7 separate regions of the Mus musculus genome follow, and all the other regions are linked to region 1. The links are chromatin contacts, called in public Hi-C, HiChIP or PLAC-seq and promoter capture Hi-C maps. All regions are on one chromosome and are shown on one strand. The core of a region is the stretch at or near the end of the contact, and the rest is flanking DNA. Distances in the headings are between cores, read along the strand shown. Region 1 holds the start of Arid5b (AT rich interactive domain 5B (MRF1-like)). Region 2 holds the start of 4930543I11Rik (a long non-coding RNA gene). Region 3 overlaps Tmem26 (transmembrane protein 26). Region 4 holds the start of Tmem26 (transmembrane protein 26). Region 5 has its middle 17 kb from the start of Tmem26. Region 6 has its middle 50 kb from the start of Tmem26. Region 7 overlaps 4930521O17Rik (RIKEN cDNA 4930521O17 gene).

Evidence for each region. Promoter capture Hi-C pulls out the DNA fragments that hold promoters and counts their contacts. Hi-C and Micro-C count contacts between places; a contact is called where the count stands out from the background. HiChIP or PLAC-seq counts read pairs in DNA pulled down with a chosen protein or histone mark.
Region 2: a FOXA1 HiChIP or PLAC-seq map of pancreatic cancer cells shows a contact between it and region 1. The contact joins the promoter of 4930543I11Rik here to the promoter of Arid5b in region 1. A contact is called at or near these places in 1 of 39 promoter capture datasets (liver) and 2 of 115 datasets of contacts at active chromatin or transcription factors (bone marrow-derived macrophages and pancreatic cancer cells).
Region 3: a contact with region 1 is called in a promoter capture Hi-C map of second pharyngeal arch cranial neural crest, with 5 times the contacts expected there. The contact joins the enhancer-like site here to the promoter of Arid5b in region 1. A contact is called at or near these places in 13 of 39 promoter capture datasets (the 3T3-L1 cell line, 3T3-L1-derived adipocytes, the HPC-7 cell line and 8 more), 1 of 484 Hi-C or Micro-C datasets (cerebral cortex) and 5 of 115 datasets of contacts at active chromatin or transcription factors (the NIH/3T3 cell line, bone marrow-derived macrophages, embryonic limb bud and 2 more).
Region 4: an H3K4me3 HiChIP or PLAC-seq map of bone marrow-derived macrophages shows a contact between it and region 1, with 3 times the contacts expected there. The contact joins the promoter of Tmem26 here to the promoter of Arid5b in region 1. A contact is called at or near these places in 1 of 39 promoter capture datasets (liver) and 8 of 115 datasets of contacts at active chromatin or transcription factors (bone marrow-derived dendritic cells, bone marrow-derived macrophages, craniofacial prominence and 5 more).
Region 5: a Hi-C map of the C2C12 cell line shows a contact between it and region 1, with 2.6 times the contacts expected there. The contact joins the enhancer-like site here to the promoter of Arid5b in region 1. A contact is called at or near these places in 6 of 39 promoter capture datasets (the 3T3-L1 cell line, 3T3-L1-derived adipocytes, hippocampal neurons and 2 more), 2 of 484 Hi-C or Micro-C datasets (the C2C12 cell line and embryonic fibroblasts) and 3 of 115 datasets of contacts at active chromatin or transcription factors (bone marrow-derived macrophages, embryonic limb bud and large pre-B cells).
Region 6: a BATF HiChIP or PLAC-seq map of CD8 T cells shows a contact between it and region 1, with 7 read pairs. The contact joins the enhancer-like site here to the promoter of Arid5b in region 1. A contact is called at or near these places in 3 of 39 promoter capture datasets (hippocampal neurons, liver and pre-B cells), 2 of 484 Hi-C or Micro-C datasets (CD4 T cells and cortical neurons) and 4 of 115 datasets of contacts at active chromatin or transcription factors (CD8 T cells, bone marrow-derived macrophages, craniofacial prominence and 1 more).
Region 7: a contact with region 1 is called in an H3K4me3 HiChIP or PLAC-seq map of bone marrow-derived macrophages, with 4 times the contacts expected there. The contact joins the enhancer-like site here to the promoter of Arid5b in region 1. A contact is called at or near these places in 1 of 39 promoter capture datasets (the C10 cell line), 2 of 484 Hi-C or Micro-C datasets (CD4 T cells and natural killer cells) and 6 of 115 datasets of contacts at active chromatin or transcription factors (bone marrow-derived macrophages, fibro-adipogenic progenitors, forebrain and 3 more).

Annotation. Positions count from the first base shown.
Region 1 is chr10:68,276,766-68,280,747 of GRCm38.p6, reverse strand. It overlaps Arid5b (AT rich interactive domain 5B (MRF1-like)), which reads left to right and starts at 2,022. Exons shown (of 10, transcript NM_023598.2): 1 at 2,022-2,058; 2 at 2,564-2,818. The coding sequence starts at 2,038.
Region 2 is chr10:67,783,996-67,787,977 of GRCm38.p6, reverse strand. It overlaps 4930543I11Rik (a long non-coding RNA gene), which reads right to left and starts at 2,235. Exons shown (of 3, transcript XR_380531.4): 1 at 1,116-2,235.
Region 3 is chr10:68,757,423-68,761,404 of GRCm38.p6, reverse strand. All of the region lies in intron 4 of Tmem26 (transmembrane protein 26), which reads right to left. Among named protein-coding and RNA genes, the nearest start is that of Tmem26, 36 kb to the right of the region's middle. Within about 2 kb of position 1,869, at least 12 of the 459 cell types and tissues checked have an H3K27ac peak or open chromatin away from gene starts, as enhancers often do. A contact at or near this core is called in pre-B cells and second pharyngeal arch cranial neural crest, where this site is marked.
Region 4 is chr10:68,721,516-68,725,497 of GRCm38.p6, reverse strand. Tmem26 (transmembrane protein 26) reads right to left here and starts at 1,752. Exons shown (of 6, transcript NM_177794.3): 1 at 1,408-1,752. The coding sequence starts at 1,598.
Region 5 is chr10:68,704,315-68,708,296 of GRCm38.p6, reverse strand. No RefSeq gene overlaps it. Among named protein-coding and RNA genes, the nearest start is that of Tmem26, 17 kb to the left of the region's middle. Within about 2 kb of position 2,651, at least 39 of the 459 cell types and tissues checked have an H3K27ac peak or open chromatin away from gene starts, as enhancers often do. A contact at or near this core is called in the C2C12 cell line, where this site is marked.
Region 6 is chr10:68,671,533-68,675,514 of GRCm38.p6, reverse strand. No RefSeq gene overlaps it. Among named protein-coding and RNA genes, the nearest start is that of Tmem26, 50 kb to the left of the region's middle. Within about 2 kb of position 1,679, at least 60 of the 459 cell types and tissues checked have an H3K27ac peak or open chromatin away from gene starts, as enhancers often do. A contact at or near this core is called in CD8 T cells and craniofacial prominence, where this site is marked.
Region 7 is chr10:67,963,213-67,967,194 of GRCm38.p6, reverse strand. All of the region lies in intron 2 of 4930521O17Rik (RIKEN cDNA 4930521O17 gene), which reads left to right. Among named protein-coding and RNA genes, the nearest start is that of 4930521O17Rik, 8.5 kb to the left of the region's middle. Within about 2 kb of position 1,709, at least 67 of the 459 cell types and tissues checked have an H3K27ac peak or open chromatin away from gene starts, as enhancers often do. A contact at or near this core is called in bone marrow-derived macrophages and stem cell-derived neural progenitor cells, where this site is marked.

The DNA.
Region 1 (3,982 bases), core at 773-3,272:
GCTTCCAGAATACGGGCTTTTTGGCATGGGCTTTTATTACTTATTGTAATTGGAGGATCTGCCATTTTCTTTCGTTTATCTCTGTGTATATAGAAACAAGATACATCTTGCCTTTTTTATGACTTCTCCATGTTCTGAATCAAAAAAATGTGTTTTAGATAATGTTAAGCGCCCTAATTCTTACTGCAGCGGAGGCAGACGTTATGGAAAAAAAGCGTCAAAACACACACAGAGGGTCCTTCCACCGCCAGATCACCGAAGATGAGGCGTTTGTGCTCTGCTGGGTGTATTAACTTCAGCCATGTGAATATAATTTTCATTAAAGTAATCCTGTCTCAACTCGATGCTGCGGGTAGAGGTGAAACGTTGCGAAAGCGTTAAAAATAGCTTGCTAGTAATTTCAACATCCTGTAATTTTATCGCGGATCGAGTTTCAACTGTCGTACTATACAAACCTTATCCCCCATATAGTACATGTTTACTTTTTTAGCCTGCCAGACCCACTCTGGAAAGATTGGTGCCAATATAATAAAATCGCTGGGGGGTTGGGGAGGGGTGCTGGAAAGAGTGGGAGGAGAGCCGGGAAGGGGTGGAGGAAGCGAGTACACCATTTTACATCAATGCTGCGAAAATGCAAGCGAGCCAGGCGGAGGACCGGCAGCTGGGTCGCAGCGAGCGAGGGTTTTGCAGTCCCTGCCTGTTCCTTGTTCTGTGGCTCTTAAGTTTCTCTGTTTGCATAATAGCCGTGCATGCAAACCGCGCAATGCTCCAGGGCTCCAGAACAATAAATATACACATTTAAAACCTTTATTGTCTTACGTTGTGTTAACCACCCCCCACCTCCGTTTCCAACAGCTTAATTTCTGATGGTATTTAACTAGTTTGCAAATGGATTATTTTTTTCAGTTTCAAACTATTACCGAGAAAGCTCCCCCTCCCTTTTGGGAGGAGGGGGGCACGGGAAGGATTGGGGGTGGGGTAGAAGTCGGTATATTATTCCTGTAGCGCCGGGTTATATAAACACATTATCATTTGAGAGAGCCCTTGGCGTCCATCAGCATTGTAAACACGTACGAGTGTATATACTTCAAAATTAAAGAATGCACACGCAGAACCCAGAGCCCGAATTCATATTCCGAGCAGACTCGCGGCTCGCATGTATTGATTTATCATGCATGGTTTATTGTTCCTCTCCCTAAATGTAGTTGCTGTCCGTTCAATATTGTTGCAAAATCACGAGACGTGTGTGTACTGCTCACTTGTCTTTCTGCTCTTCTTCTTCCTTTTTTTCCCCCCTGCTGAGTATTTTTTTTTTGCGAAGCGAACAAATGCATTAATATTTATATGTTTATATAATCGATAACCCACTTTTCCCTTCCGTGTAAATAGGCATCAGAAGATAATTTAACAGATTAGTTCTCTCAAACATGGCAGTGAGGAAACGTAATTTAACTATCAAACAAATCTACATGTCTAATAACAGCAAATCTGCTAAGGAGCATTAGAAAGAGGAGCGGCGCCCCGGAATCTCTGCAGGAAATGTTCTTTATATTAGACATATACAAGCAGGTCCTGTCAGATGCACAACGCAGCTCGAGAGACTTGGTCTGCTCCAAAAATCTCAACCGACGTTACCCACAGACACGAGGAACTGAGAAGAGAAAGATACCCTCATTACTTGGTTTTAGGATGGGTTTCAATTTTTTTTTACATCTTCCTGTCTGCTTTTTGCCTTGATCCATTCTCTTCCCGCCGAGGTCGGACTTAGCCCTTCTCCCTATTTCGAATTTGATCAACCCATCTTTGGCAGCAAACCCACATCTTTTTTACAGGAGATGAAAATTGAGTCTTCGAGGAAATATTAGGATATATTTTCAATCATTTTGGTGCTGAGGGGGAGGCTAGAGCTTAGTTTTATATTGAGACATCACGCCGGCTGCAAGCAGAGAATGCTTTCCCCTGCCAGGACCTGATGCAATCCATTCAAGCCAACAAGTTTGGAGAGAATGTTGAGTTCAATCAATTCAGAACGTCGAGATGGAGCCCAACTCACTCCAGGTATTTCGCTCTCCTCCGCTCCTGCGGTCCCGGCGCCCCCCGGCACCCCCCAGCCCCCCAGCTCACCCACCCCCTCACACCCCCTCACACCCCCCACAAACTTTTTACCAAACTTTTACCCTCTGCATCCCCCCAAAATCATTTTTATTGTTTTTTTTAAAAATCCCTGCGCTGATCATACCTACATAATGTAATTTTATCGCCTCATATGGGGAACTGGGGAGGGGTGGTGGGGACCCGGAGGGCTTTTTTTTTCTTTTCTTTTCTTTCTTTCTTTCTTTTCTTTTCTTTTTCTTTCTTTCTTTTTTTTTTTTTAAGGGAGGCAGAAAATTAGTGGGTTTTGTAATATTTTTTCACCCAGCGTTCTATCTGTGGGCCGGTCTGTATTGAGAGTCTTGTGTGTTAATGTGCCTGGGAATAGATATTTGTGCTTGATGGCTACATTATTTACGTGGTGCTTTTTTTTTTCTCTCTCTCTCTCTCCCTCTCTCTCCCCCTCCTGCAGTGGGTCGGCTCACCGTGTGGCTTGCACGGACCTTATATTTTTTATAAGGCTTTTCAATTCCACCTTGAAGGCAAACCAAGAATCTTGTCCCTTGGCGACTTTTTCTTTGTAAGATGTACGCCAAAGGATCCGATTTGCATAGCGGAGCTCCAGCTGTTGTGGGAAGAAAGGACCAGCCGGCAACTTTTATCCAGCTCGAAACTTTATTTCCTCCCCGAAGACACTCCCCAGGGCAGAAATAGCGACCATGGCGAGGTGGTAAACCTATCTCTCCCTCTCTTCCTTCTTTATTATCTACCCCCCCCCTCCAGTAATGCGTATTATAAGGCAAGCTTGAAAATACTGTATTCAGTTCTGCGGTGAGCAGGATCCGCTCGTTTTTTAAAGGGGTAGCGCCACTAACTGGGGCTGGAGTATTTTACCATTGTCAGAGTTTGGCTGTCAGCTTTACAAAGACCGTCCAACTGCTGATTTTAGTCAAGATCAAATAACTTGTCAAGAAGGGTTTTGTTCCAGGGTGTGTGTGTGTGTGTGTGTGTGTGTGTGTGTGTGTGTGTGTGTGTTCGTTTAGCTACCTCTTCTTGAAGATTAATATCTCATGCTTTAATATACATATTTTAATGTACATATTTTTTGCTTTTTAATTTTTTTAATTTTTTTACTTCATGCCTGGCTCCTGGGCTGGGTAGCTTTCTTTTAGTGGGTTTTGATATTGTTCACGTTTTTTTTTTTTCTTTTAAGTATTTGATATGTTTAAGAGGGCGGAAATTACGAAACGGAGGCAGAATGAGATCAAAAGCAATTGAGTTGGCAAAGGCGTGTTGACTGAAGTGATAAATGACAGGTACTGGGATAATACATTCAAATAACTTGCGCATCTGCCCGGGCGGATTTCAAAGCGGTCGTGTAACCGGCACAAACACGTTCGGCATTAAGAACTATCTCGCGCCCACTCCCCCTCCTCCCGGAGCCATTTGATGTTCTGGTTTCCAGTGACTCCACGCGAAGTGGACGTCTTCCAGTAGGGTGTGGGGCTGGGTGCAGGGGCCTCTGCGGTGAGGTGCGAGTCTGTGCGCGGGATGGACGCGGGGAGGACCCTGCGGCGCCGCCACCAGGCCACCTCCCTCGGGCTCTGTCACTGCGGGTGTGACCGCACCTCTATGGGCTCCCCGGGTCCGAGGGCCGAGCTTGGTGGAGTGATCGTTACCCCCCTACACACACACACTCACACACACACACACACACACACACACACACACACACACACACACACACACACGGGAACTATTTTGGGGAGTCTGCGCCCAGGGCGCGGTGGGAGGGAGGGCGCACGGCCCCCTGGCCAGGCTTTGTGTCTCCCGAGACAGAGCAGGGTGATCAGACTGAGACTTTTGAGGGCAGCTAGCTCGGCGCCAGGCT
Region 2 (3,982 bases), core at 986-3,485, 490 kb after region 1:
AGTTGAGGTTGATCGTGAAGCTGTAACTATGGTAGAGATCTGAAGCAGGCCAGATTGCAGAGCAATCCGGTGACCAGGACAGAAAGAGGGCAGAGTAATTTTCTAGGAGGTTTGGTGGTGAAAGGAAGGGAGAGAGAACATGAGAGATGATGTGCACATTAGCAATGTTGCTTTTCTAAGAGTGGGGTCTTGCCGGGCAGTGGTGGTGCACATTTTTAATCTCAGCACCTGGGAGGCAGAGGTAGAGGCAAGCAGATATCCAAGTCAGCCTGGTCTATAGAGCAAGTTCCAAGACAGCCAGGGCTACATACACATAGAAACCCTGTCTCAAACAAACAAAAGTGGTAGGGTCTTCTGGGCTGAGATGTAGTTTGGGGGTGGGGTGCTTGCTTATAACACACAAGGCTCCATGTTCTAGTTCTGTACCTCACCCACTCTAAAAGCAGAACTCAGATAAACACATATGTATGGCAAGACACCTCTGAGAAGAGAGGAAATTACCAAAAGAGCTGAAATTACTAACACGTGAAATGAATCTAACCTTGAAGGGACATAGATGTGACAATCTCCCCGGATCCTTACCTCAAGTCCCCATAGAGCCACAGTATGGTAGTCAAGGGCACACAACCTGAAGCCAGAATGCCAGGGTTGCAATGGTGACTTTACCTTTAACTTGACATTGTGACCAGTGTGGTATGGTGTAATAACTTTTAAAACATGCAAAATAACAGTATACATTCTATGGGATTATTTATGGCTTCATACCCCAGGTTAAAATGGGGGCTCTCTTCCTATCAAGCTTCTAAATTGAAAATGTGTCTTTTACATGAAAAAGCAGAAGTCATAGCTTAATGATGTAGTGTTTCTCTTCCTTCGGGAAGTGGGAAAATTGTGGGCCTACCCATTATTAAGTTAGGGGCTATCTTTACATAAAATATGTAGAGTGGGCATGGCACACTGTAAACGCTGTACAGTAATGCAAACTAAAGGCACAGAGAGAATCAAGAGTGATGGGGGCATTGAAGTGGGGGGAGGAGCTTGAAGAAAATCCTTGTCACATTGAAAGTCAGTTCTAAGAGCACCCCGTTCATTAAGCCTTTCTTCTTGGAACCAACCTGCCTTCTGTTTTTGCTCGTCCTCTTCCTGTTAAACTTCTGTCCACTGTCAGAAACCAAACCACTCATATTTGGGTCAGGAAGAGTTGTGTCCTAATTCCTAGGAGTTTTAATGCTAAAAGTGCAAGGGGGGGGGGTGCAAGCAGAAGCAATATGAATTCTGTGGAGTGAGTTATAATCTGGTTCTATTTCCTAAAGTAGGAAAAAAAGATGATTTAACACAAAAAGCATTGCACACTCAAAAGGTAGAAGCCATGTCGAGAATTCCTATGGAGTCAACAGTGATCTTCTCACTGGGTCTACAGCACTTGGTGACCCACTGTCCTCTGTATGAAGAAAAATCTGGTGTCACTTTCTTAATGCCAATAGAACCACTCGCACTTGGAGTTTCCTCTAGTTCCACCATTGCCCCCATCTCTTATAGCTGCTATACTCAAGGCAGAACGAGCCATTGGGAAGCAAGTTGGACAGAAGATATGCCACACAGCTGCCCTTCATGACTTGGCAGATGTGAGAAGATAAACGAGTTTATCTTCTAGTGTCTGCCTGGATCGCTCTCTAATTCTGTTGATAGGTACCTCTGCCTCATAGCTCTGTGCTGTTCAGAAACACTCTACTCCCTGCTCTTTACTGGAATCTTAAGCTTCCCTGTTAGATTTTAGTTGGCAGGATCTTCACCAAGTGGCTAACCGATAGCCAGGTCATAAGGATTCTTTGCTCACAAGTAGACTCGCCATCCTGGGAGTGGATTCGTTAGCATGACAGTGGGTTTGTTACGAACCAGGCTTAGTTCTCCTCCTCTCTTAGGTGTGTCCTCTCATGATGTATTGTATCCTGCAATGTTTTAAAAAGCAGAAGGACCTAGCTTGAAGGGACACTTCAGTCGTGTATGTCTCGGACTCCTGGAGCTCTGAGCCAAGTGCTGTTCTCTTTATGTTAAGTAACCAAGTCTCAAGTGCTCTCTTGCAGCAATGCCAAACAGATAAGCTGGGTTAAAGCTAACTGCTTTGTCATTTTCTCTTCACCTTAGACGGGAAAGTTAGGTCAAAGGTTTGGGTCCAGTGATGCAAGGCCAGTCTGTGACTGTTGACTTTATAACCCAAGCAGATGACTCAGAATTTGGAGTTTGGAGCTTGGAGTACTTCCAGTGGGTACGATTCCATGGTGTTCCTAAGTAACAGTCAGAGCAACCTGTGACTAAGAGAGTTACTATGCAGCACACTGTCAAGTAGTCCCATTAAATGGGGTAGAAGCCAGAATTCCATGATTAAGAAGGACTAATGGAGGCTGGCAGGATGGCCCAGTGGGTAAAGACACTTGATGTCAACACTAATGAGTTCACTTCTCAAAGACTCACAAGATGGGAGGAGAAAACTGACCTCTGAGTTCCACTTGCCCACTTCCTTACACACACCTTCAATGATTAAATAAACGTGCAGTAAAATGACTTCATTCCTGTGTCTATGGAATTCTAATGGGGAGATGATTGTTGCTTAAGAAAAAGAGGAGCGATCAGAGCAACAGTTAACAGGATATTGGTCTGAGAAAAAGGAGGCCATGGAAACATCATTTCTCACCATTTCACCTGTCTTAATTGCTCTCCTCTCCTGATCAGGATTACACCTACCATCCTTTGGCCTTAGTCAGCCCTGCATCACCTGTAAAACAATGCAAATTTAGTGTCTTCAGCTCTGGGGCACAGAAATCCAAAACAGGTCATAGCATGCTCAAATGAAGGTACTGGGGGTGCAGGAAGGTACTGTGTCTTTCTTCATGTTGGAAGAAATGCCTGTTTCTCATCTCTCCCAGCTTATAGAGGTTTAAGTATAGCTTGGACAATGGTATATATTTCCAAAACAATGTAGCCTCCAGATCTCTGACTGTGAGTCTGTAGTATTGCCTCTTACACTGGCTCTCGCCCTCCTTTTTCCTTCTGAAAAGAGCCCTGTGATTATCTTGAACTTACTTGGATAACCCAGAACACCTTACACTTTGCCATTAATAACACCCTCCAAAGTCCTTTTGCATTAAACATGCACAGGTTTCAGCATGAGGGCGTCCTCGGGGGCAGGGCTCCCACCATTTTGCTTACCGTAGTATTCCTGAAGGTTCACATAAACTACAACACCCCCAATCTGTATTTTCATCTGTGATATGATGATACTGGAGTCTCTCAAGGTATCTTCATGAAATTATGATGATGGAATGTATTCTTAATGTATGACCTGAGGTTTTAAGTGTTTGCAAAATGATACTTTAAGGAATTCGAGGGATGGAGATGGAGCTTGGCGGTAGAGTGCTCTCTGTCTTGAAAGAGCCTGGGCAAGGTCTTGAACTTCATACCCAGAACCTCATTTTCCACAAGACACCTTGAGGCTGAAGGCAACAGATGGATCACTCTTAGGTGAAACAGACAACACTGATTTATTTAGTCTACTTCTGACTTTTCTTCTCCCTCTGTGTGTGTGTAGAGAGGTGTGTGTCTGTTGCTTGTGTATGTGTACCTGTTCATGTGTGTGCACATGTGGTGTAGACATGTAGTGTCCAGGGATGAATACTGGATGTCTTTTTCCACAGTTCTCCATCTTGATTCTTTAGGACAGGGTCTGCCACTGTACCTGGAGCTCATCAATTTGGTGAAATGATCTGATCAGAAAGCTCCAGGAGTGTTCCTGTACCCTTGTCACAGTTAGGTTGATAAATGCAGCCATCTTGCCCCACATATTTTTACATGGGTCTTGGGGGTCTGAACTCAGGGCCTTATACTGAGGCAGAAAACACTTTACCAACTGACTATTTGGGACATTTCTTACCAAAGCACCAAGGAAGGAAGAAGATGAAGAGAGCCAAACAATATTAAAGGAGGA
Region 3 (3,982 bases), core at 620-3,119, 480 kb before region 1:
AATTTGCTAAATGCATGAAACTCAAGAAGAACGAAGTCCAAAGTGTGGACACTTGGCCCCTTCTTAGAATTGGGAACAAAACACCCATGGAAGGAGTTACAGAGACAAAGTTTGGAGCTGAGAAAAAAAGATGGACCATCTAGAAACTGCCATATCCGGGGACCCATCCCATAATCAGCTTCCAAACGCTGACACCATTGTATACACTAATAAGATTTTGCCTAAGTGACCCAGATATGGCTGTCACTTGTGAGACTATGCCAGGGACTGGCAAACGCAGAAGTGGATCCTCACAGTCAGCTATTGGATGGATGGCAGGGCCCCCATAGAGGAGCTGGGGAAAGTACTCAAGGAGCTGAAGGGATCTGCAATCCTATAGGTGGAACAACAATATGAACTAACCAATTACCCGCCCCCCCTGAGCTCGTGTCTCTAGCTGCATATGAATCAGAAGATGGCCTAGTCGGCCATCAGTGGAAAGAGAGGCCCATTGGACTTGCAAACTTTATATGCCTCAGTACAGACCAAGCCTTGGCTAGGACCAAGAAGTGGGAGTAGGTGGGTGGGGGAGTGGGTGGGGGGACTTTTGGGATAGCATTGAAAATGTAATTGAAATAAATACCCAATTAAAAAATGGAAAAAAAAGAACCACTTTTGTCAAAAACAAAACAAAACAAAAAGAACAACAACAACAAAAAAACAAATATGCATGGAAGCAAAACATCCATGCACATAAAAATAAATTAAAAAAATATAAAATAAGTCACTCTTTGATTATCTTAACTATTTTTTTAAAATGGAGAGTTTTTTTTTAGTATAAAAGAGACAGTGCACAAATAGGATTCATGCACTTTTAAAAGTGTAACAAACACATTGAGACAATAAAGAAGAGAAAGAGAAGAGAAAGCACAAAGGTTTCAAGGGGAAAAAAAGAGTTCACGAGATTGAGCCCAGGAAAAACATACGAAAGGCCTTTTCTGCATTGTCAAATATTCTGAAATATAGTAATGGTGCTGAAACAGACTTTTTCTTTTTAATAAACAATCTGTGTTCAGAAATCCTATAGAGGGTGTTCCCAGAGGTGATGAACTATTTCTCCCGAATATGCTCAATTTAGACTCATGAACATTTTGACAGAGAAGCCACGGCCAATAGAAAGGTCAACAGATACCTCCCCCCCTTCACAAATATGGGTTATATTAGACACGCTGTCAAAGATCACCATCCATGCTGTGCAAATTAACCAGCGACAAGCAACAAATCCAGCATCATTGACTCTCCTTAATGTAGCACAGTTGCAGGTAAGAGCAATGTCTAGGGCGTGCATGCTCCCGGCTCAGCTGCCGTCGGGAGAGGGAGAGAGACATTGTGTAGGATAAAGTTAAAGGGGCAAGAAAAATTTCTTCCAGATGATTGCAGCTGGTGGGAAGAATCAATGCAATATGCTGCAACAAAAGGTGGGAGAGGTTTTAAACCCTAGGAAAGAAAGCACTGGAGGACCCCCAGGGAGGGGGGGGGGGCGCAGCTGATTGATGAGGAGGTGGGGCTAGGGGCGGGGCAGCTGATTAAAATGGATGGGGATTTCTGTTTATTAATTGAGTTTTAAAGTGAGGCCCGGGTGTTCCCACAAACACTGCAAGATTGGAGCCCCTTCATCCTCTATGATGTTGTCCGCTCATTAGGTTCTTTAATACATCTGGAAGACAGGGATCTTATGTCTGTAAGAGCTGAGAGGAGATTACAACTCAACAGGAGCGGGAAGTGAAGAACCATTTCAGATTTCCTGTAAGAAATGCTCTGAGAGAGAAAGCCAAGGCTGACTGTAATTTGAATATAAACTGTCAGCCTTCCCCCACCTCCCACCACTGATTCCTGCTGTAGGACCCTGTGTTTGAACACTTGGTCTCTAGTTTGGGGCCCAGCTGGTGGCGCTGTTGGAGAGCTTATGGAAAATTTAGGAGGTGGAATCTAGCTAGAGGAAGTATATCGCTGGGAATGGGGTTTGGGGTTTTTTATAGCCCGACTTCTCTTCTATCTCATTTCCTGTCTGCCAGGCCAGCTTCCTGTCCCTGCAGCCATTCCTTCCCCAGTCGTTTTCTGTACCCCAATAAAACATGTTAAGGCCATCTTGATCAATCGGAGATTGGGTTTTCAAAGTGAGAGGTTCCTTGAGACTGGAAGGAGCTGAATGAGTTTAGAATGCAATTTGAAAAGGCTAGGCATGTTGGTACATACCTTTAACCTCAACGTTAAAGATGCAGAGGCAGGTGGGTCTCCATGAGTTCAACACCAGCCTAATCTATATAGTGAGTTACAGAATCTCCAAAGCTGCACAGAGACCCTGTCTCCAAGAAATAAGAAAGGAAGGGAGGAAGGGAGGAAGGGAGGGAGGGAGGGAGGGAGGGAGAGAGAGAGAGAGAGAGAGAGAGAGAGAGAGAGAGAGAGAGAGAGAGAGAGCGAGCAAGCTCACATTTAGAATGTAGTGGTCCAAGGGGCCTCTCTTCGGTATTGCAAACCTTATATGCCCCAATACAGGGGAATGCCAGGGCCAAGAAGCGGGAGTGGGTGGGTAGGGGAGCAGGGTGGAGGGAGGGTATAGGGAACATTCCGGATAGCATTTGAAATGTATATAAAGAAAATATCTAATAAAAAATAAATTAAAAAAAAAAAGAATGTAGTGGTCCAGAGACATGATGGGTTTGTTTAGAAATGAAAGTGAAACTTTAAAACCAACTTTAAAACTTTTAAACCAATTCATGTAAGTGATGAATAGACTTCAAATCTATTACAGACCTTCTAAAAAGACATGGTAAATTCTCCTGTGCACTCAGCTGACTAAGAAAGTAGAGGCATGTGCAGAGAGGGCCCAACTGGGTCTTGTTTAAATGAAGGTTCTCTGAGCACAGGTGTGCATCTGAATACATCCCACATCTTCAGTAGGTGTGGCTGTAAGTGTTTAAAGTTCCATATCCATTTCTGCTCTAGTTACAAATTGCAAACTACTTCATTGTATTGGAATTGTGCAAGATTCAAGGTAAAAGTGACACTGAAAATCAAATAGATACATTAATAAAATAAATAAGACAAATAATATAAAAATGAACAACAATAATATTATTTACAAAGCATTAGTACAAGATAATTGAGTAATAAGATAAATGAATAAATAAATTCAAACAAATAAATAAATAGGCCAAGCATCAGCCAGTGCCATCCTGAAATTGATAGATTGCTCCGATTAAGAAACAAAGGGAGAGGTCTGCCTGGAGAACCGTTTCAGTGGTCAAGAGTGCTAGCTAGTCTTTTAGAGGACCCAGGTTCAGTTCTCAGTGCCTACCAGTAACTCCAGCTCCATAAACCACCTTCTGGTCTCTGCAGGCACTGAACACATGTGGAGCACATACATGTGTACAGGCAAACTCATACACATAAGATAAAAGCATTTTTTTAAGGTAACAGATGAAGAAGCTTGTGATGGTGGCAGAGATGTATGGAGAGTGGCCAATTATCAACAAAGTATGTGATACGTCAAAAAGAGAAACAAGGAGCCGGTAACTAAGGGTTACATGATTTAGCACAAAGCAAGGACATCAAAGCAACTAATCTTTTCAAAACTGGAAAACGGTTCTGTGCTCAAGCTAAAGAAACATGGAATGTAAAAGACTCAAGGAATCCACAGATTTAGTGAAGATATAGCAACCACGTGGTATGAGTACAGAGACCCTCAGAGTCAACAGGACAGGGACGGATGGGAAAAATCAACTTGAAAGACCCCATGGTCTGAATTCATGTCTTGATTTGAGATAGTATTAGACAGGTGAATGACCTGGCAGATAGACCCACAGCAAAATGTCTGATCTGAAGCTCAGAGAAGTTAAATACATTCAAAAGGAATAAACCAAGAACCCCAAACACACAGACACACACTTGCAACAGCAGCCTCAGAAGGGGGATGGGAAAAGGAAGCAGGGACAGCATTTAG
Region 4 (3,982 bases), core at 503-3,002, 450 kb before region 1:
GAAGCACTCGTGGTTGGTGTCAGGACTACTTTACACGGACAGTTTTTGGTCTCAGACCTCCTCCTGCGATAGAAGATAAGTCTACTCTAGTGTATTTCAACCACGCAAAAACAACAACAACAAACAAACAAACAAACAAACAAATCTCAGGTTTATCTGTTTTAAGAGTGTGGGATAACTTACACTTTCCCCTCTTTTGTTCCCCCCTCCCCCCAATATGAATCGGACTTCTTTGGGGAAGTGAATAGGATTTTTCTTTGTGATATCAAGAAGTCCGATTAGAAATTGCCACAAATATCTCGTGCTTAATAAACTGTCTGTGGAAGGGATTTTAGGAAGTACCAAGCCCATCCTTGCTCTGCTACCATTCCCGGTCCCTCCATGAACTTCAGCATCGACAATCCTAGACATTTTTCAAAAGCAGAGACTTTAAGGTTCATATCAGCTTCAAAGCCCATTTTTTTTCCCACAGTGACAATGAAATATATAGCCTTTTGGCACTGTTGTTGAAGGGGGCTTCTCTGTTCCTGAACATAACAGCTAATGCAACAGCAAAGGGGGGGGTGGTTAGCGCGAGGCATAACTTTGCCCTGGATGGTAAGAGTGGGCATCAGTGGGTACTCTTTGCAAATGGCCAGGCAACCTTTGTGTTAGCCTTTCCACTTGCATTGGGTCTATAGAGGGAATTACAGCCGCCAGAGGAACCCAGAGAGTTTCCATGCTGAGGTTAAGACAAAACCCGCTACCTGCTGGTCCCTCCCCCAGTGTCTGTAGCACAAACCATGCCTGGTTCCCGAAGTAGGCTGCCAAGCTCCCAAGCCACCAAACCCAGACACCTGAAACTGGCTCCACACTGGAAGAGCTGGGGACGTTTGGGGTTGGAAGAAATTGGAAGTGGCTAAAACCTCAGGCGCAGCGAGGGGTATGGAGAGCGGAAGAGACTAAAAACCAAAGGTGCTGATGGTGGGGGGAGGGGCGGCACTGTGCGGCAGAGGCTTCAGGAGCGCTCAGCTCTTCATGGATCTCTGTTGCCCCACAAGGCATCCCGGTTCTTGCACGGACATCCATGACAGGCCCCTGGCTCGCACTCTAACTTAAGAAAGCAGGACACCCAGCAATCAGCTCCACTCCTCTAGCGTAGATGGTTTTAACTGATTAGCCAATTAAGTCCATCCGTCCGGGCTCCATCCTTCCCAGTGCTGCGCTGGGACCCAAGGTACCACTGGCATGCCTAAAAGATGCATCGGTATCCCATGTGCCGACCAAACTCCACGGAGAACCAAAGGGTGCCCAAATACCAGCAAGGAAACCACAAACACCCGAGACAAGGTTTTGGTTCCTCCTGCTAAGACCGTGATGAACAATGCCCGGGACCCTGTGCGCCCTCCCTTCCCAGGGCACTCTCACCATTTGTAGCCTCGTCCGCGCTTGAACTTGAGGGTGAGCACTGTCTCCAGGACCAGCAAGAGGTTGAGCAGGGCCAGCAGCCAGTAACGGTGCTCTTCCTTCACCCAGGTCACTCTCCAGACGGCGACCAGGGAATGCAACAGGAACAGCAGCCGGGTGACCAGGGCCTTGAGCAAGACCAGCCCCTCCATTCTGCCCTTGCGCTCTGCCAGACCGGCGCCTGCGCCCTACCGACCCCGTGGGCAGCACCCTGTGTCCACCTCAGCCCAGGAGTGGGACACCCCTGGGACTGTGATTGCCAGCCCGAGTTCTTGCTCACACTCCCGCGCAAGTCTCCAGTAGGACAGGAGAGCGCCGCTTGCCCCGCCCCTCCAACTTCCAGAGAACTCTTCAAAGACAGAATCCAAAGCCAGCTTCTCCTGGCTGCTGGGCTCTGCAGGCAACTGGGACTGCACCGCCCAGGCTCTCTCGGGGTTATTCTGCAGCACAGCCTATCCTCCTGCGGATGCTGGGGCCCAGCCTTCATTCCTGCCCTCTTTCCCACCCCCAGGACCCCAGGGAGTTCATAAGAATGCCCTCCACCCCACTCCAAGAAGGTAGAGGTGAGCTGATGGCCAAGGTGCGAAAGAGCTTTTTCTATCAGCCCTCACTTTTCTATTTTTTCTTTTTCCCCCCATCTAGATCATTCCCACATTCAGAGGAGCACAACAGGCCCTCGCGATGATTCGAAGCTGGGACTCAGGAGAACCAAAAGAATCTGCTGTCCAAGCAGTTTTAAAACTGACGTGGTGTTTTTTCTTTTCTTTTGTTTTTTTGGGGGTTTTCTAACCACCCCACCACCACCCCCCAACCCCCAGTTTGAAGAATTGAAACTTCCCCGGAACCACGGGTCAACTGACAGCCTGGCCTTCTCAACATCTCATTCAGAGCATGGGTAACTCTAGTGTACTTATTCTTAGCTGGTGGCTCCTGGTCCCCCCACCCCCACACTGGGAGGTGGAGGCAGGGGGATCGCTGTGAATTCAATGCCAGTCTGGGCTACTGTGCAAAACCATAACTCTTAAAAAAAAATTAAAGGAGGTTTGCAGCTTTAGCTTAGTCTTAGAGCTCTTATCCAGCATGGGGGAGGGGCGAGAGAGCTTGTGGGGAGGAGGAGGAAAAGGGGAGGTGATCCATATGAGTAGGTGAGGTACAGCTTTGGAGTTGAGAACTCTTTAGATGAAGACTTGTGACTTAGTTTTCCATCATCAGAGCCAAAGAAAGAACTGAAGTCAGGACTTCAAAGCCCCATGTGTTATTTTTGATTCTTTGTTTTCTGTCCTCCAGGCTTCTTGTTTTTATTTTATTATTATTATTATTATTATTATTATTATTGTTGTTATTAATTTTGCAGATTTTAAAAATTGGATTCAATATCTCAGTGAAATATATGTAGAAAAGCTATGTTTGTAAATTGAGAGGTTATATAGCTAGGAGAGACTATTATAAAAATCGTGAAGTGAACTAAGTTATTGAAATCTTGCCAGGTTTACCTAGGGTCTTCAAAGCTCTGTGCTGCTAATTCACTCTTTGTTTGGTTACAAAGAGCGTTTAGAAAGCTATAGTCCTAGCACTGTGAAGCAGGAGTACTCTCTTGTCCATACAAGTAACTGAAAGAAAAGTCTACAGGGAATGTTATCAGAGATCCATAGAAAGCATCCATAGGGTCATAGGTAGAGAACATAGACATTACAGCCAGGAATATGGAAGGCACTGCTCTTTAGTGTTCAAGACAAGGAAAATCAGCAAGGGAAGAGAGAGCCACAACACTCCTAAGACCTATCAAAGCCTTCAGCAAAAACCAAGCTAATCCCCCTAGAGCCAAATAAGTTAGATTTACTATGGTTTCCTGGAGAAAGACACTCCGTGGAAACTAGACTGGATTGGTAAGAGTGTTAGAAAAGTTTTTAAATGTCAGGAATGACTGATTAGAATGCATCTGGGCTTGATTTAGGTGGTCTTAGTGGTTTTAGGGCTCAGAGATCATGGGGCATCAGATTGGGTGCTCTCGAAAGGGGATTGGCTGTCTCACTGAGCCTAGCTTGGATAGGGCAGTGCTTGGTCATTTGTAGCTTGAATAATAATGTTTTAACTATGCTCACACCTGAGGGTAAAGTGACACTCCTTGTATCCTGATCTACAAGGACACAGAATTTGTCTTCCCTGGTGTGAGGTTTTCTTTGTTCAAGAGGGGGATGTCAAGGCGTGGCTGAAAGAGAAACATCAGTCTCTCCCTGACAGGAACTTCTCTGCCCTCCATGCATGGCAAGGACTCTCCAGAAAGGGCATAAAACAAGGGACACTCAGTATCTCCTAAACATTTTTCTTGGTTCAACTTGGCAGGATCTGAAAGACAAATTTTGTCATTAAAGACACTTTAAAAATTCTCTTTCCTTTCTTCTAACCTCAATTTAAATAGGGAAGAGGCTTTGAGAAATATCTGGGGATCTTCAATAATTGTTTTTAAATGTATAAAAACACTAAGCAATTTAGAATGTCATACAGCTTGACAAAGAGTCTCAGTGTCAATAAGCAG
Region 5 (3,982 bases), core at 1,402-3,901, 430 kb before region 1:
GAATAGACTCTTGCAAGTTGCCCTTCCATGTCCGTGCATGCACATGCACACTGGCATGATCACATGTGTTAGATAAATAAGTATTAACCAAGGCAGGGATATGGGTTGGGGATAACTTCTGATGAGGGATCGCTGGTTGCAAACAGGAAAAAAACATCTGCCCAAAAGCCTGACATAAGCAGGGAAAGGAGCAACACTGAGTGAGGGTCTGGGCCTACTTCACTTGTCAAGCTGGCAGGCTAGTCTCAGTGCAGGCTATGATAACGTTTGTAAACCTCCCCTTTTATGGATTTACTCTTATTGTTTTTTAATGCTGTATATCTATGTGACACTGCCCATGTGCTTAGGTTCCTGTGGAAGTCAGTGGCCTCAGATTTCCCTGGAACTGAGGGTACTAGAAGTGGGGAGCTGCTGGGAGCTGATGTCCAATCCTCTGCTGGAGCAGGAGGAGGTTCACCAGTGAGCCTTTGGTGGCCAGAAGCATAGGCATCGAGGCAAAGCTCTCAAGTGAGCCCAGTCGAGTTTCTGAATCATATGGCTCAAGGCTTGGATGGAGTTCATTGAGCAAGAGCCATGTCTGAGATCTATGGCATCTTTAGATCTATCATTATGTCTAACATGCTGGTTATATTTATAAAACAGAGCTGTAACAACATCTGGAACCTTTACATAAGAAATTAAGGTTGACTTGCATGCCAGATCGATTTATATTCCTTGATAAGATGGCAAAGCAAAGATTTATTTTACTTTGCACTCTCATAAGTAAGATTATTATTCATACTTCATTTTTGCAAATTGGTGGTAACCCAACTGCAGTCAAATCAAGAGCTCACATGCCAAGTTTTGGTCTGAACAAGTTTTGTATCCAATACACACTTGGCCACAAAAAAAAAAATGAGGAGATAGAATAATAGAAAAGAAAATGTTTTGCTTAGTCTGAGGTTTAAAATACATATGAATAGGGTCCTTGTGGGGTATGGCTAGTTAGTATCTGCTAACCCCTGATGTATTTTACTGTCTATTTGTGATTTTCTCCTCATGTTTAATATCAACAGCTGTTCAGTAACATAGTGAACCACATGGAACAAAATTTATAGATATCAAAGACAAAGCCAGAAAATTACTCTATTCTTGGCACTATTCCTTCCTGGGAAAGCACTACATATTTTCTTTCTGTTGATGCTGTGTTTAATAAAGTTATGTGATTGGTTAGATTTAGGTTGAGCCTAGTGTGTTTTGTTTTCTTTCTTTATGACTCAGTGACAAAAAGAAACACAAAACCTTCTGCTGGCTTTAATCACACAATTCTTTTTTTCTGTGTAATTTGAACAAAAGAAAAAATAGTTGAGAAAATATTCTCAGAAGGATTCTTGCTCGGAGTGGTAGGTGGAAGGTGAGAAAGGATTGAGAGGAAAGTAGACTAATTCAGCATATTTTCTACTCTTGACATTTTTTTTTATTTGATGCTGCTCTTCCTTGCAATTCACTCTTTTCTGAAGTGTTCATCCCCATGGTCTAGAGTTCTATACAGGAAAAAGAAAAAAAGAACTGCCCATCATTCTGACCATTAGGGCTTACCATACTGAAAGACATGCTGAAAACATCTTAGGAAAGCTAATTGAGATGAAACTGTGCTCCCATTGTTAACAGCAATGATTCATACTCCATATGTTCAACTCCACCAACATCTCTGTGTTACATGGGACAATCACCATCTAGATGTGACCTTTATAGAAGAGGCTAGCCCATAGGATCAGTCATTTGGAGATTACCATGATGCATGTGCCTCCTCTGGTCCTCTGGTGCCTTATGGAAACATTGGTCATGGAAGAATTCTAGAACCTTCGCTAGAAGAGTGAATCTTTGCTGAATTTCCCAAGTCAGCCAGGACAGTGAATGAGAAGGAAGAGTGGCCTTAGCTGCCTGGAAGTTTCCCAAAGGTGTCTACCTCCAAAAGATGTTTCCTAAGTTTTGGAAACTTATAAACATTTTTTAAAGTTTATTTATTTTTAATGTATGAGTGTTGGCCTTCATGTATGTATGTGCATTCAGTACTTGCTGAGGCCAGATGAAGTCACCGGGTTTCGTGGAACTGGAATTACAGATGACTATGAGCCAGCGTGTGGGTGCTGGAAACCCAACCCCGTTTTCTGCAAGAACAGCAAGTGCTGTTAGCTGCTGAGGTGTACCTCCAGTGCCAGGTGTAGAAACATTTAATTCAAGATAAACCCATCTTAACAAAGTCATGTGTACACCATGCAGCATTCCTAGCAAACTCTGTTACACAACAGACTCATACTTTTAAGGAACTTTGACATGTGCTATCATGAGATCTGAAGAGATGCTGTGAGATGAAAGGGGATATATTTCATTCCCGTTTTACAGAGGGAGGAATCTAGATGTCACAGCTGACAAATGATTCCTTCTAGGCCATGTGGCCTGTGCATCAGAAAGTTCAGAAGACTCTTTTCTTCGTCTTTTGAATATTGTGTAATCACTCAAGCTTCTGATTCACACAAGGAGTCATAAAACTAGAAATGATGGCTGAGATTTTTCTGATTTCTAAATTTTGCAACAACAGGATGACAACCATGACTAAGTAGGCAAGAGTCACAATGCACATGAACAAGTAAGGAGGAGTAGACCGCTGGCTTTGGAGATTCACATCTGCATGAGTCAGAGTTCCCAAGAGAAACTGAATCAACCACAATCCACTTTCCACATCTAGATCCAGTTTGACACTGAGAAGGACTGAGAGGGATCCATAGAAACAAGAAATAACTGTGAGTCTCAGTTCTTTGACCTCCAGAACAGAAAGACGTTCTCCTTCAAAAAGACAGACAGACAGGAGGAATCTCTTCTTCTCTTGGAGGAAAACTCAGCATCTTCCATTCACATCTTTGATTTGCTGCATGAGAACTTCACACACTGTGGTCCAGCGCTAATCTCATCCAAATTCAGACTTGCAGAGATATGCAGAACAATGGTTGGATTCTTGGGTATCCTGGGGCCCACCCAAATTGACCACAGACACAACTCTTATAATTTTTCTCTTCTGAACTTACCTACCATCCCCATCATACACCTACAGTAATCATATATAATCAGCAAGTGAGAAAAAGAAAAACACCATGCTCCTATACCAGACTACATCTATCCTATGTATAATTAAAAATTAGGTCTTTCCTCGGAAGATGATGTAAAGTATTTTGCTTCTCTCCTGACATCTCATCAGAATGTAATGCCCTGAATTGAGTCCATCACTCTATATTCATATATGAAAGCCTCAGACCCGACCGTATCTGAAGACAGGGGCATTTGCAGGTCACCGAGAACAGATGGATGTATAGAGGTAAAGCCTTAGCCCAGGAAGACTGGCTTTCTTAAAGAAAAAGGCAGTGCGAAGTAGAGGGGGAAATGCCCACATGGAAACATATCCAGAGGTAGCCTTTTAAATCCGGGGGCACAAGGGTCACTAGGATATAATCTGCTGGGACTTCGTCTTGGAATGTCAGGCCTCTAGAGCTGAGAGAGAATGAATGTCTACTGGTTATGTTACAAAGTCTAATTTGGCCTCCTGATCCTAGATGAAAGCTTAAAATATTTGTTATGATCTCAGAGGACAAATGTTAGTTTTAAAGCATCAGTCCAATGGTGGGTATGTGCTCATTATTTTGATTTCTCTCTTCAATTCACATGCTGGACCTAGATCTTAAGTGAAGCTCTTCTTTAAAAAAAATCAACCAGACAACATATTTTCCTGATGTTTAGAGAGTTGGATCATAAATTCCTCAATGTCTTGGGCAAGATTCCATATTATGGTTTCAAAACAGTATGTTGGTGTCACCAGTCATAGGGAGGGAGGCTGAAAAAAAGAATAAACAAACAATTTTGAGTACTGTGGTGATTAATATAATTATCAAGTTTGTGCAATCCAGAAACATTTGGAACGCAGGTCACTTGGCATGAAAGTGATGAATTG
Region 6 (3,982 bases), core at 430-2,929, 400 kb before region 1:
GAGAAGAACCTTTAAGCTACATGAGGTGACACATGTCTATAATCTCAGTACTTGACAGGCTGGTGAATTCGAGGTCAGCCTGGACCAAATCACCAGCCTGGACCACATGGTCAGACCCTGTCTCAGAAACAAACACAGCAAAACCAGAAAAACCTTTAAGGATTCAGATGCTAAACTTGAAAACCCAAATGTCCTCATGGAGAACAAAAACTATCACTTGCCTCCTCTGAATGAGATGCATTTGCTCACCTTGAAGACCATATTTAAATACCCAGGTCAGGATAATCAGCCTGTGTCCTATTGCCTCAAGCAAGAAAACTGTTCTGTGGAAAAGAAAGCTACCGAGCAATCAACAGTTTTGACTTGGATATTTTTTGTTTGGTGTTGGTTGTTGAGGTTAAAAAAAAAATCGTTTGTGATTCGACTTCTGTAAACTCGTCTCTCCTGCTGCAAACTCCCGAGTGCTGGGATCAGAGCTCTAAACTCATTTTCTTTTTTCTTTTTCTTTTTTTTTCCTTTCATAGCCTTCTAGTTTAGTCTAGCCTAGTCTAGTCTATTCCATTCAACCCCATGTCTTTGCATCCCTAAGTGTGAGGGCACATTATACATGGATGCCTTCCCTAGCGTATGATTTCATGGCCCTCCATTGCTTCACGCCCAGGTTTGCATGCATACACTCACACAGAAAAAAAAATACAAATTCTATAAATATTAATTTTTTTTAAAATGTCTGTGTATGTATCTGTGTGGGTTTTGGTGCAGGAGTGTGGTTGCTTTGAACCACTTATTTTTATGGCTGTGACACAGCGTCTGTCTAAAGCAACTTAAGCAGGGAAGGACTTCTTTTGGCTCACTGTTTGAAGGGATACAGACCATCACCATGGGAAGCCATGCTGACAGGAGAATGAAGCAGCTAGTCACGTTACATCTCCAGGGAAACAGAGAGAGATAAATGTGGGTGTTCAGCTCATGGTTCCCTCTTTATTCAGACTAGGACCAGGGATAATGAGATGGCGTGACACACATTTAGATGGGACCTACCTCTCTGAAAAATGCCCTCACAGGATAATACAGAGGTAGGGCTTCTGGTTGATTTTAAGTCCAGGTATTTTAACAGCGAAGATTAACTATTATAAGCTGTATCTTTCATCTTCACGTCCCCAGATGAAATATTTTGCTGTGCATTCTTGAATGTTAATTAAAGCTAACAATAGCAGAAACTAAGATCTCCAGCCACTGACCTTCTCATTATCATTACTAATTACACCACAAAGACACTGCCTTCCTTCATCTATAAATGAGGATAGCTGAGGCTGTAGAGATGGATCAGTAGCTAAGAGGACTTGTCACCTTTCAAAGGATCAGAACTCAGTTCCCAGCAACTGCAAGGTAGCTCACAACCATCCCTCATGGGCTCTGCAGGGTCACTGTGCACAGACATGTGCTGGACACATAAAATAAAAACAAGCCTTTCAGACTAACGCTGCAACCCTTGCCTAATGCACACCATAAGCTAAGGAAAATATGGACTTTCCTGACCACAGAGTCGTACAAAGCTGACATGGCAAAAGAACTAGAGGGCAGAATGGAGTTTCCAGATAAGGATATGGTAAGATTGCTCTAGGTTATTGGGGTGAGCCTAATCGAATCAAGTGAGCCATTGAGAAGAGAGGAGAGCTAAAGGTTCAACACGTAAAAGGACTTGATCTTTGATGTCTAGCTTTACAGAGAGAGAGAGGAGCTGGTTAGTCATCAGAGGCAGGTAGCCTGTACTTATTGAGAAAAACATCTACGTAATACCCAGGAAGGAAGCAGAAACCACAGTCCTACGGAATGGGGCTCTGAGAACCGTGTAAAAAGGCTCAGAGTTGAACCCAGCCCTAGAGCCTCCTGCAAGCAATTACACCATGTACAGCTTTGATTTCAGCAGCTGAGATAGATCTGAGAGCCTGCTGAGCTGAGCTGGGCCCAGAACTGTAACATGGAAGATAGCTACAGTTTTTAAACTACCGAGGTTTTGGGTTTTTTTTTTTTATTTTTAGTAATTAGCCTAGGAAGATGAATACATATGCAATGTAGCACTTATAAATGAAAAATGTCAGGTAAATATGCGCTCCCATCATTTGATACTGTGATCTAATGGAGACTTTGTGTCATAGAATGTACTGAGCTAATGTCGCATCTATTATAAGAATGATAAGGCTGACAGGGGAAGGAAGCAAGGCTTAGCTCATGAATTTAGTTTGCTTTTCAAATGCTTAACGTTCAGGCTGTCTCCAGGTCCATGGAGATTTGGCCTCCCTGAATACAGAAAGGTTTGATTAAAGCTCAAGTCCTCCTAAAAGCTTTTAATAGCTTTTCTTTAAAAAAAAATCCCAACCCTCTTTTTTGTAACATTCTTCTAAATGTAAGAAAGCACAAAGATAGTAAAGAAACAAAGGAGATAAAATTGAATCAGAGGCCCCCCTAGCTTCTCCATTATTCAAAGCACTCAGTGAGTTATAAATGATTTAAGGATGATCCAGCCAGGATTCTTTGCGTAAATAGTTTTCATCTTCCTGATTACTAAGCAGGAGAGAGAAGAGTCTGTGTTCCCATTAACAAAGGCTTTGAATTGTCTTTTGCCAAAAACCATGAGAACGTATTTCTTCCTGTGTAGTCTATTTTTTAATATGGAGGCAAATCAAGAGAACAATTTACAACTTTATCACTACTTTTATTGGACAGTTATGTGATGCCAGCAAGTGGCCAAGCATTCTACAGAATACAGAAACAGGACCCCAAGTACACAAACCAGGATGTAAGTGAAGCCGGTCAGCATAAGATACCACGAGGTTCAAAGCCAAGCCTTAGTGTTTGCTCATAATGGCACTGAGCATGAGGGGAGTCTAGACCCATAATGAGCCTCATAAACATTCATCGATTGTGCTAGGCTGAAATTTGACTCCTCCAGTGAAGAGAACATGCGTAAGTAGATGGGCGAGCCAGCCGTAACCCAACACTCACACCAGCTCGGGAAAGAGAATGAGATAATAATACACTGTAATAGCTGGCCCTTGTCATCTTTGAAATAACATGCAAGCGTTTATTAGTCAACCACCCCCGCCATGCTGTGGGAAACACAAATACTGCTTTTCTGCCGAAGAGCCTAAGAAATTGTGGTTTCGAGCGCAATCATTTCGCCTGGGCATCTCCCATAGAATTTCAACTAGAGAGTAGATAATTATTGTCCTCTGAAGCCTGAGAATATTCCCAGCAAATCTGGGGGCGGGGAAATATAAGACATTGGAGGGAGACATAGTAAGGAGGGATCTCTGAGGAGATGGATAGAGGGTACAGTGGGTGGGTCAGATCAAAATACAGTGTGCAAGTGTATGAACCCCTCAAAAAATTTTTTTTGGAACGGATGCAAGAAAGATGGTTCACCAGTTAAGAGCACTTGTTGCTATTGCAGAGGACCCAGGTTTGCTTCTCAGTACTGATGTAGAGGCTCACAACAGCCTGAAACCAGTTCTAGGGTATCCAATACTCTCTTCTATAATTACCAGGCATATACGTGGTGCACATACATACATATATGCAAAACACTCATACACATACAATAAAACACCTAAATGTCTAATCAATGAAAACACATGTGAAGTAAATCTAAGAGCACCCTAAATAAGCTCTATGGGTCAGGAATTTCCTTAACCATTGTATGAATTTTCTGTTATTCTGGAACATTACTTCCTCAGATAGTCAACAAAGGACCCCAGCGGGTTCACAGATACATCATTCTGGTCCATATGGTGCTTAGTTATATTAGACATATTTATGGTGCAGCTCTCTGGTCTACACTCTGTCAGATATGATGCAAGGTGTTGGGCATCTCTGGTTATTAAACATGCAGTCCATCGTGATGGGATTCTTTCTTACATCGGGGAGAACTAGGGGTGCAGGACTCAGCCCATCTTGACTCCAGCCTTCAGAAGTGGGATAG
Region 7 (3,982 bases), core at 460-2,959, 310 kb after region 1:
CCCGGCAACCATGTCAAGTGGCTGATTGGTCTTGAATTCTTAACATTCTGTGCTCATGTCAAAATACACACACACACACACACACACACACACACACTCACACAAACACTGTCTCTCTCCCTTTTTCATACACACACACACACACACACACACACACTCACACACACACACACTCGCACAAACACTGTCTCTCTCCCTTTTTCATACACACACACACACACTCACACAAACACTGTCTCTCTCCCTTTTTCATACACACACACACACACACATACACACTCTCTCTCTCTCTCTCTCTCTCACACACACACACACACACACACACACACACATACACACACACACACAGAAGAACACATATCCATTTGGGGCAAAACAGAAAGGAAGCCTTTTCCAGATGGTAGAATTGAGAATTATGAAGAATGATGGACTACAGAGTCCCCTTTCAAGGAAAATTCCTCTCCCCACTGGGGACAGAAGACCTCTGAAACATTTACTCTATGAGAGTTCACAGCTCCAGCCCAGATTTCTCCTTTCTAGAAGGGAACAGAGCCTAAGCTGATCCATAAACACATCTCCATTGCGTACTGGACTCGTGGGCAGATGGTTTTTCTTGCTTAGCTCATAGGTTTTGAGTTCAGAACACATGTAGACAGGAAGCACAAATCCTTACAAGGTAGGAGCTACGGCATGTCACTCAAGATCCTGAATGTGAGCTTCCGATTCTCCCTCCACAGAACCGGGTTTGCTCCTGCAGTTTGCAACAGCCCATAGGAGCTAGAGTACAGTGAGCATTTCCTGTCTGTTTTATAAGTAGCAACATTTAAAAAGGATTCCAGTTTGTTCTGCTTCCTCAGAGGGTTCCCTTTTTGGACGCAGATGTCCCGTGAGATTTTTGCTGATGAACCGTGCACAGAAGAGGCCGAGGAAACAGCTGGAAGAGCAGGGAGGGCTGTGTAACTCTTTGTTGCAGTTTTCCTTTGTCTTTGTCCCAATGACAGGCAAGTGTCCAGAATGTGAATCAGTGTGCTATCCCAGGTTTCAGAATGGGAGAACTCAAGAGTTATCTTGAGCTGCACATATGGGGACACATTCTTTGTTTTGAGCTCCTGGGTCTGAGGGCTTTTAATGTTACAACATGACCTGCTTCATCTCAGGGGATGCGAGGTTTGTTTCTGTGAGCAAATACTTTGACAAAAAGCAACTTACAGGAGAAAGGGTTCATTTTAGCATCCAAGGCAGCTAGCCAAGTCACATCCCAGGGGAAGAGCAGAGAAACAAATGCATGGGTACTTACTGCTCAGCTTGCGTCTTCACTTAAATAATTCAGGACCCAAGACTGGGGAATGGTGCCCTCCACTTTTAGGCAGAGCCTTCCTGCATCAATGAAGTAATCAAGACAGACACCCTCCCCCTCACACACCCCCAGACATGCCCACAGGCTATCCTGATCTACACAATCCCCAGACTCACTTCCCATGGGACTCTAGTTGTGTCAAATTAACAATGGAAACTAATAGTCAGAAGTAACCAATGGAGGAGAGAGGGTTTCAGTATGGTGTTAGCCCAGCTATCTAATATCCATTTGATGGGTCATTTCACACCTCTGAGCTCCAGGTAATTAATGTATAAAGTAGAACTAAGAGTTCTCCCTTCTGCTCCCCAGACTTGTTGGGGGTGCCCCGTCTAGGTGCAGGTGTTTGAGAAATGTAAAGCCTGCGCAAATACTTGTCTAGAGTGCCACTTGAAACACAGAGCTGATGTACTCTTTGTTTTAGAGCCAGCCTCAAGAAGAAAACACCAGAGAAGCTACACAAACTGGAGATCTAAGTGAGATAACTGCAGAATGAAAAGCTTGAAAACCTCCACATGAAGTGGAGCTGTTACCATCCAAAACATCTCAATGACCACCTGTCCCCTCTCTTCCGAAGATGCCTAAAGCTTTTGAATTTCTATTACAAGTCAACCGTTTGACCGATTAAAATAAAAAAAAAACCGAAGGCGATTTTAGAAAAATAAGTTTGTTTTAAGGTTGAAAAGGATTAGCTTTTATTGCGACTGCAAAGTGAACACTGAGCTGGCTTCTGACCACAGTTGCTACAATCTTGGTACAGCACTTTGTTTTCCAGCTCCATGTGCCTTTTTAAGCCAGTCTATCAGTGGGACCTTCTCATTGGAAAGAGCAAAGCAGAAGAGCAAAGCTGAAAGGTGCCTTTCCTGGTACTTTCTGGTAAATATAAAATTGGGAGAATGTGCCACCACCTTGTTTAAGAATGGGGGAGGCTGGTTAGCAGGCTCTGCGTTGGTGACAAAGAACATAAACCCATTACTTCAGCTGTCAGCGAGAGGGAACACTGGGCCTTGTGACACTGTTGGTTTGGGCTTTGCATTTGCTGTGGTATGAATGTCCAAACAGGTCCGGCAGGGCCCCATAGTAATGGTAGGAAGTACTTGCTGTGTTGATAGGTACCACAGTAAGGCTAACAGTGGGTGATGAGTAATTACACACCAGACCCAGTGCACCCCCTGTTATTAAACACGTGGAATAGATCACCCATCTCCGTCCTTCCTAGTTCGCATTCAGAAGTGTAAAAGATTCAAAATATGGTTTGAGCTCTATATAAACTTCACTGGCCAGTTGTGTTCAAATGACTATTAAGTAATTTTCTCTCAAACTTAGAGTCTGTATTTATTTTTAAATTTCTTAAAGTTGTACTTTTTTTATATAGCAGTACAGTTTAATATTACATATTAAACACCGTGATAGAATAATTAGTATTGTTTTAAACAGAAAGATAAAAAGAATTTTCCAGGTTGCAAAATCCCTTCCACCAGCACAAATTTCCCCTTCTTAGTGGGTCAGTGTGACAGATGCACTCAGCAGCTAGTCATGCCTAATGCCTATTGTCGCGATGGTCAATGGACTTAAAAAGAGAGCCACACTTTCAAAATCACTGCCTCAAAGGGATCCGAATCTTTTGAATTGCAAAATGGTTCTTGCCACTTCGATACCCAGAAAGCTGGATTCGCTCGCTCATCCACCACGGGAGGGAATAGGGTTGGGGGCTCAGAACACACAACTGAGAGTAGGAAAAACATAGCTTTATCTCCTCTTGGAGCTACTGACTGAGCTGTGAGTAAGCTTCACTCTGCAGTTATGGCTCCGTTAGCAGTTGAAGCGATGTTATACCGCTAAATGAAAACTTGTCTCTCAGCAGCTCACTTTTCTAATTCCTTCCTACCAATTTACTCCATCTCATACATGGCAATTTCATTTCTTCAAGCTCTCTCTACATACAGGAAGGTGACCACTTGTTTCTTATAACATTCACCAAAAGAAAATTTCCAGTCGAAATAAGTATCCCAAAAGCGAAAGAGCATCTAATATCAGCATGGGACTTTTCGTCACCTGTAGTCCTGATTCTGACCTTTGGAATGGATGTTTCTGCAAGCTGGAGAACATGGTCATCAGATATGGCCTTTTATTGCTTCATGTGCCAACAATATCTCAGTATTAGAGTCTCATTTGCTGTTGTGGAAATTGCCAGAGCTCCCTCACCACCAGCAAGCTCTGCGGGACACTTCCTAATGGTGACCTTCCATGATAATCATAACCCTGATACACATTTGAAAGTGCCGAGACAAACATGCGTCTACAAATGTGCCATACCCCCCAAATGCTAAATAAACATTATAAGAAAAAGATCAAGAGATCTCTTTGATAAAAGATTTTCTTCCCCAAAGTCCAGTATCTTTGTTGAAGTGAGCTTGGTTGGCCTTTGTTTAACAGGATTCTTGGTTCAAGGTAAATTTTTGAAAGGATTTTTTTTCCACATTTAGTGTGTGTGTATGTGTATTTGTATGCTCCTGGGACACATTATTTTATCCTAATGATCTTTATAAATATGATAAATTGGTAGCTTTGTTATCTATTGGAAGTAGTGATGTGGTATCTTCAAATGGCATCACTATATCTCAAGGG